Linked DNA regions of Mus musculus: region 1 is linked to region 2. Evidence: chromatin contacts called from public HiChIP or PLAC-seq data. All regions are on one chromosome and are shown on one strand. The core of a region is the stretch at or near the end of the contact, and the rest is flanking DNA. Distances in the headings are between cores, read along the strand shown.

Region 1 (3,771 bases), core at 902-3,401, 270 kb before region 2:
CAGCAGCTCTCGACCATCACAACCTATAAGCCAGGGGATCTTGGGCTGGTGCCTCGACGTCCGGTCCGCATCCCACTCAAACCCCAGGATCTCAGGCCCCTCTCCTATATCACCCGAATGGGGATCTGCCAGAACACGAATGAGGTAGGGGTGCCAGGAACCCTAGGCACAGCAAGCTGACAGCTGTCCCTGGTTCTGCCAGGCTATAGTTGGGTAGCCTCAGGGATATGGTGGAATCTCTTTGCTCCTCCCCACCTAGAAAATGACCCAATGGAAAAAGGCTAAAGCATTATACCCATGATCCCTTAGGAATAGGGTTTGCCAGACCCTCTTGTCCCTACCCACTGGTGCCTAACCCCACAGGAAGCTTCCAATTTCAAGTTCGTATCTTTAATCTTGCAGATCTACCCATCTGGAGCTCTCAAAAGGTTCAGAAAGTTTACCCTTCCTAGACCTTTCCTACACCGCAAATAGCGAACGGGGAGACCAAGCTGCTGCAGAAACAGACTGATGTGGCCACAGTCCCTCCTTGAATCTGCAAGTAGCCTGGGGAAACCCAGGGAAGTTATATAAACATTGGGTACCACTGTGTCATTGCAGTTCTGTGGCCCTGTCTTGGCTTCATGGCACCGGCAGGCAGTCAAACAGGTAGATATATCCACTGGTATTAGAGGCCTGACAATGGTCCCTGGCTTCGAGCACGGATGTGGTCCAGGAGCAGGTCAGTGGCCTGATCCATCAATGGGGACAGTAGCTCCTGCTCCTCCGGGGAGAAACAGCCCAGGACATGGTTCTCCACCATATTAGGGTGTGTGGGGCGCCCGATGCCCACCAGCAGCCTTGGCATTGCCTGTAGGGTCCCAGGGGAATGAGGATGCATTGGTGAGATACAATGTCAATGCTAGCCACCCCCACCCAGGGCAGGGCAGAAGGGTAGACTCACATTGGAGTTCAGACAGCTAATGCAGGAACGGACTCCATTATGGCCCCTTGAGGGGATATGAAGAGCAGTTAGTACTTTCTGAGGCAGTGCCCTTCCTCCATTCCCTTGCCCAGGCCTTCTTCAGAGCAGCCCAGCCTATCGAGATAGATAGTCTCAACAATCTTACTCCACTCCAACAGAGGCCAGCATCCCTACCCAAACCTACGCACATAAGAGCCTCACCTTGCGCTGCCCCCCAGCTTCAGAGCCAGCTTTCCCAACGGCTTGTCCAGTTCATCATGGACCAGATAGATCTCCTCCGCAGTCAGCCCAAACAGCTCCGCTTGGCACAGGGAAACAACACTCTAGTTACTGCATATCTGCTCAGAGGGGTCACAACAACCCCCATATGTAAACAGGCTTCCCCAAGCCTTCACTGTAGTAATTGGGGCTCACCAGGCACTTGTCACAATTGAACCCTCTCTCTGGTCCCTGTGCCCTCTTATCCATGAAACCTACAACTCACCAGCTCGGGCTACGCTGCGCCCGTTGACGTTCATGAGGCGCCGCGGCCGGAGCAGTACCAGCTGAGCATCCCCGAGCGGGGCCAGGGCGAGGTCAGCAGCACAGCGCGAGTCACGAGTCCAATTCTCCGCCACTCCCAGTCGCCTTGCTATTTGCCCCAGCACCGCCATGCCCACACTGTGCCGGGTGCCGGGCATTCCGTGGTTCCCCAGGCCAGCCACCTGTAGGCAACACTCACTCAGGACCCAAAACATTGACCAGGAAACAGAAGCGACAGTATTGGGAAGGAGCACTTAAGGGTCTGGGAACTCCTGGAGGCCCCACCAGCCAGAGGATGCCGCTCCCTGGTGCAAGAGCAAAACTAAAAGTTTGGAGCCAGTTAGTATTGCGCCTATTTGACTAAGTAGAAAAAGGGACAACTATCCCGAAAAGATGGTTCCGAAGGTAAGGTTGCTGCTAACCCTGACAACCTGGGTTCGATCCCCAGAACCCACATGGTGGAAAGAACCCTCTCCTAAGTTGCCCTCTGACAGCCACAGGGCACATGCATACAACGCATACACTTAAATGTAAGCGTAGCTGCGGAGCCAAGCCCCGCGTCCCTGTGTAGCCACCCACGCCCCACTCACCAGCCACCGCTTCCCGGGGAACCGAGCCTCGGAAACCTGCCGGCTCAAGGCCCAACTCCGCCGCATCCCTGGACTAAAAAGACCGGACTTCAACGTGCCGACTCCCATTCACAGCCAGGACCCCGCCCCTTGACGTCAGGCATCCCTAAGCCAATAGCATCACGACATGTCCAGCGACGCCCAATCCAGGCTGGGTTTGGCGTCCGCCATGTCTCTGCGGGGCGGAAGTGGGTGGATCGCGGGCCCGGGCGAGTGTCTGGGTGCATTCCTCCGCGACGCGTCACCCTGTATGGCTCAGCCTTTGCTCGGCCTTTGCTCGAGGGCTGGTACCTCGTTAAGTTTCTACCCTGGCCCGCGTCGGCGTGCACTGCCCATAGGTTCTTTCCTTGACTTAGGCCTTGGCTTGCCTTGCTGAGTTTCTAGTGACTCTCGGAGGCGGGGCCAAGTGGGCGGGGCCTATGGACATCGTGGACCTGGTGCCTAGCAACAACGGAGCTAGGGAACCTCAGAGTATGCTTAGCCCAGAAGTTAGCCTAGAAACCTGGCCATGACAGACAGAAGCAAGGTGAGGGCTGAGAAGGGGAAAGCTGAGGCAGAGGTCGGGGCCGCAAGAAGGGCTTGAGGAAGAGCCAGTCAAGCCCTTCAGGGGAACTGGGAGAGGTCAGAGGTCATCATTTGTAGTGTGGTAGGGGAGAAGGGTGACTGGCCTCCCAGTCCTAAGGGAGAGAGAGGGCAGAGAGATTTTTTGGGGGGGTTGTTGTTGTTTTAACGTTTTGGGGTTTTGTTTGTTTGTTTTATAGACTCAGAGAACTCCATCTGCCTCTAGCTCTAGAACGGGGTTATTAAAGGTATGCACTACCGTGCCCAGCCCAAGTGGAGAGATTTTGAGGAGTGAAACACAGAACTTGAGGACTGATGAGACATAGGTTCCCCGATTCTGGTGACTATGGGAAGGGTGATCACACAGAGGTGAGAAGCCCTGGGAAGAAGTCAGGTGAAGTGCTTGCTCAATGTGACCTGACGAGTGTGAGAATCCCAGGGCGGGAGTCACAAGGAACCTTGTGCAGCAGGGTCTGAAAACGATGAGCAGCTAGAGCACAAGGTGAGAGCAGACAAAGCCCAAGAGGAGAGCAGAGGGTGCAGTGGTTCCTTGACCTTGACCACAGGACAGGGAGAGAGGCAGGGCTAGAGAAATGTTGGAGCCCTGGGGGACTGTTGAACCCCAGACTAGGTGTGCCTTCTACCAGGAGGCCTCTTCACACCTCTTCCAGTAGGCAAAGCTCCTGGGGGAAGTGTTCCTGAGGCCTTCTGAGCTTACTGCCCCTGGCTTGGTTCCAGGAGCCTCACAGTGCCCGTTCCCAGAAAACTCCAAAGCTAAAGGTTCCTGAAGCCCCAGAGAAGATCCTGCGACGCATCTTTGGGACCAGTCATGTGTTCTATGTTATGACAGATCCTACAAAACGAAGGATGATAGGATCAACAGTGCCTGCCAAAGTCAGAGAGTAGTGAGTGACTTCTTTGTCTCCAACTCCAGGTTCCTACTCTACAAAACCATTATTAATACTGGGTTCAGCTGCAAGCTGGCTGCTATCCCTCTCTGGGTCTCAGTGAACAGCGAGGGTAGAGGGATAAGGGGCTGATGCCCTGGAAGAGCTCCAGGAAGGTCAGCCTGGCCTCTGTGGAGCTCTGATGGCT
Region 2 (3,527 bases), core at 871-3,370:
AATGTGTATAGTAAGGTTGTCCTGTATTAAGAAACAGTACATGGGGGATGGAGAGATGGCTCAGCGGTCAAGAGCACTGGCTGCTCCCGAGGGACCTGTGTTAGATTCCAAGCACCCACATGGCAGCTCACAATTGTCCATAACTTCAGTCCTAGGAGACTGGATGCCCTCTTCTGGCCTCTGAGGGTATTACATGTATGTGATGCATACACATGTATAGGTGGTAATACCCATTTTTGTTGTTTTGTTTTGTTTTGTTTTTGTTCTTGGTTTTTTGTTTTTTGTTTTTTTTTTCTGAGACAGTGTTTCTCTGTATAGCCCTGGCTGTCCTGGAATTCACTCTGTAGACCAGGCTGGCCTTGAACTCAGAAATCTGCCTGCCTCTGCCTCCCAAGTCCTGGGATTAAAGGCATGCACCACCACCACCACCTGGCCAGTAATGCACATTTTAATAAAAACTTTTATTTTAAAAAAAAGAAAGAAAGAAACTATGGGGGGGGGGTTGGGGATTTAGCTCAGTGGTAGAGCGCTTGCCTAGCAAGCCCAAGGCCCTGGGTTCGGTCCTCAGCTCCAGAAAAAAAAAAAAAAAATCCAACTTTTCTGCGACTTCCCAGGACTAACTCTCGGTAAAAGAACCTAGTTAGTTTTCCTCAGATCTCCAGTCTAGGCACAGTAAACCCTATTTTATGCGTTCCACCATTCTGTAAGGTCCTTAAGTATCATTATCAATAAAACTAAAAAGCATGATGTAGTGGGGCATTCCTGTAAAACCTAGCACTTGGAGAGCAAAAGCCAAAGCCAGATTGGTCCTTCTAGAGAGTTCCTGTGATCAGCTGACTGGCCAGCTGATCCAGACAAAATACATCCAGAAGAAAGTTTGAAGAAAACTCCCAGACATCCTATACACACCTCATAGGAAAAAAAAAAAAAAGAAAAGAAAAGAAACTATGTGGGGCTGGAGAGATGGCTCAGCACTTAAGAGCACTGGCTGCTCTTCCAGAGGTCCTGAGTTCAATTCCCAGCAACCACATGGTAGCTCACAACCATCTGTAATGGAATCCAGTGCCCTCTTCTGGTATGTCTGAAGACAGCCACAATGTACTTACATATAATAAATAAATGAATCTTTAAAAACAAACAAACAAACCTGTGTATGAGGTTGGCAGCTCTCCTATGGCGGGACATAGGTCAATCCCCAGGAGACAGGAGAATCCCCCAAAGCTTGTGGAACAGCTAGCCTGTGTATGCAGTGGTGAACGGCAAGAAACCCTAACTCACACAAGGAGGAAGGCAAGGACCAACACCTACCATTGTCCTCTGACCTCCTATGAACCATGGTATATGTGCATGCACAGAATTAAGATAAAAAAAAAAACAAGGGCTGGTGAGATGGTTCAGTGGGTAAGAGCACCCGACTGCTCCTCCGAAGGTCCGGAGTTCAAATCCCAGCAACCACATGGTGGCTCACAACCATCCGTAACAAGATCTGACTCCCTCTTCTGGAGTGTCTGAAGACAGCTACAGTGTACTTACATATAATAAATAAATAAATCTTTAAAAAAAAAAAAAAAAAAAAAAAAAAAACAAGATCTAACGCCCTCTTCTGGAGTATCTGAAGACAGCTACAGTGTACTTACATATAATAAATAAATAAATCTTTAAAAAGAAAGAAAGAAAGAAAGAAAGAAAGAAAGCAAGCAAGCTACCTGTCGCTGGGCGTGGTGGCACAAAAAAAAAAAAAGATAAAAAAACAAAAGGAAGGGACTGCCCCATGTCCAAGGAACCAGGAGCCACCTGAAGGGGCTCTCAAATCCAAAAACAAAACCATTGGAGCATCAGAAGAAATAGCTATGGATTAAGATTTTCAGGGTAAAATTCAGAGCTGGGAAAGCTTGCAGGTACAGAGCTGCCCATCTTGAGAGGCCCTGGTTTCCAGCCCCAGCTCAGGGAAACAACAGAGTCTAAATGAAATAAGAATGTGTGCTGCATCCACACCGCAGAAGTCAATGGCTGAGAAAACAAGCAGACTGGAAGAAAGGGCCTTCTGTCTTCTGAGGAGAATTCAAATAATTTATGGTTCTTTCTGCAGGAAGTAGCTCAAGCCACTGCCCCTTGAATGGGCGTTTGACTCAGTGACTCACTTCTAAAGTGTGAGGAGCTGACTGGACCGAATGAAGTTCAGAGGGAGAGAGCCCAAGTTTGCTCCCCAGAGCTAAAAAAACATCAAAATTTCTAAGCTGGGCATGGTGGGCCAAAGAATCCAGCACCAGGAAGACCCAGGCAGGAGGAAGGCCAGCTTGGGCTACATAGTGAGGCCCTGCCCCACTTCCCACACCATGAAACAAGAAGTAGAGACTCAGAGAGAGAAGAAAGGGAAGGAGGGAAGGAAAGGGGGAAGGCGGAGGAGGGAGAGGACTCTATTGTGTGAGGAGAAACAGCCAGCAACACACCTTAAACAGCCCTGGTTTATTCTGCGTGCCATGTGGTGATCCTGTGCCTTTGATCGAATGGAATGAGAAAGCTTCCAAGGCAATCAGGAGAAAAATATATAAGATAGATAAACAGACAGGCCGACAGACAGACAGACGGACAGATATCTACAAAACACCTGGCTGGCAAGCCTCGAAACTCAAGTCTGAAAACCTGTGGCTAGAAGGAGTCGAGAAGCAGCAACACAGTCACTTCACGCACTCGGATCCCGGGGCAGGGCCTGAGCGTACCAGTGGGTGAAGTCTGCATCAAGGCTGGGCTTGGCCAGCAGTCATAACCAAAACCAGTGTTTCTGGACAAACAGACCACAGTTGATTAAGGAGATTGACACGAGGAACACTAGACAGAAAACCGCGCAAACTCTGTAACCAGCCAAACAATACTTCTGTAAACCTAATGCTATTGCAAACTAGTAAGTTTGTTAAGAGCCGAGGGCAGCGAAGTGGTCCAATAATAAAGCCTATGCTTGACCTGGGTGACTCACACTCTGGGTTCTATGCCAGGCACACCCCCAAAAAGAAAAAGAAAAAACGGCCGGTGTGGTGACACACAGCTTAAATCCCAACACTGCGGCGACAGAGGCAAGTGGATTTCTTTAAGTTTAAGGCCAGCTTAGGCTACATATCAAGTTCTAGGCCAGCCAGGGCTATGTAGTGAGTTCCTGACTCAAAAAGGAAGAGAAAAAAGATGAATAAAGAGAGAGAGGTAAAGAGGGAGGGAGCCAAATTTGGAGGCAGGAGGATTGCTTTGACTTGGAAATCAGCCTGGACTACTGTAGTAAGTTTGAGGCCTACCTGCACGACAGAATAAGACCTTATCTCAAAACCAAAAAGAGAAAAATACCGCAAACCAAAACAAAGTGTGCTGAGGATTTTGAAATTAGATTACTGAGATGAGACCCCTGAGGGTGAAGGCCATAAATAGGAATAAATCAATTCTATGGCTCACACCTTCAAGCCCAGCACTTGTAAAGCAGGGGCAGGCAATGGAGTTCAAAGCCAGGCTTAGCTACACAGCAAGTTTGAGGCCAGCCCAGA

What was found. HiChIP or PLAC-seq counts read pairs in DNA pulled down with a chosen protein or histone mark.
Region 1: a contact with region 2 is called in an HNF4G HiChIP or PLAC-seq map of pancreatic cancer cells. The contact joins the promoter of Ptrh1 here to the enhancer-like site in region 2. A contact is called at or near these places in 1 of 39 promoter capture datasets (neural stem cells), 2 of 115 datasets of contacts at active chromatin or transcription factors (double positive thymocytes and pancreatic cancer cells) and 2 of 9 other capture datasets (liver and pancreatic islet).

The regions. Positions count from the first base shown.
Region 1 is chr2:32,774,201-32,777,971 of GRCm38.p6, reverse strand. It overlaps Ptrh1 (peptidyl-tRNA hydrolase 1 homolog), which reads right to left and starts at 2,151. Exons shown (of 5, transcript NM_178595.3): 1 at 2,077-2,151; 2 at 1,449-1,668; 3 at 1,166-1,265; 4 at 944-989; 5 at 379-850. The coding sequence starts at 2,142. The coding sequence ends at 668. It overlaps Ttc16 (tetratricopeptide repeat domain 16), which reads left to right and starts at 2,339. Exons shown (of 15, transcript NM_177384.3): 1 at 2,339-2,641; 2 at 2,877-2,924; 3 at 3,415-3,581. The coding sequence starts at 2,624. It overlaps Cfap157 (cilia and flagella associated protein 157), which reads left to right. Exons shown (of 9, transcript NM_025619.1): 8 at 1-144; 9 at 403-559. The coding sequence ends at 474.
Region 2 is chr2:32,502,369-32,505,895 of GRCm38.p6, reverse strand. No RefSeq gene overlaps it. Among named protein-coding and RNA genes, the nearest start is that of Fam102a, 31 kb to the left of the region's middle. Within about 2 kb of position 2,120, at least 69 of the 459 cell types and tissues checked have an H3K27ac peak or open chromatin away from gene starts, as enhancers often do. A contact at or near this core is called in pancreatic cancer cells, where this site is marked.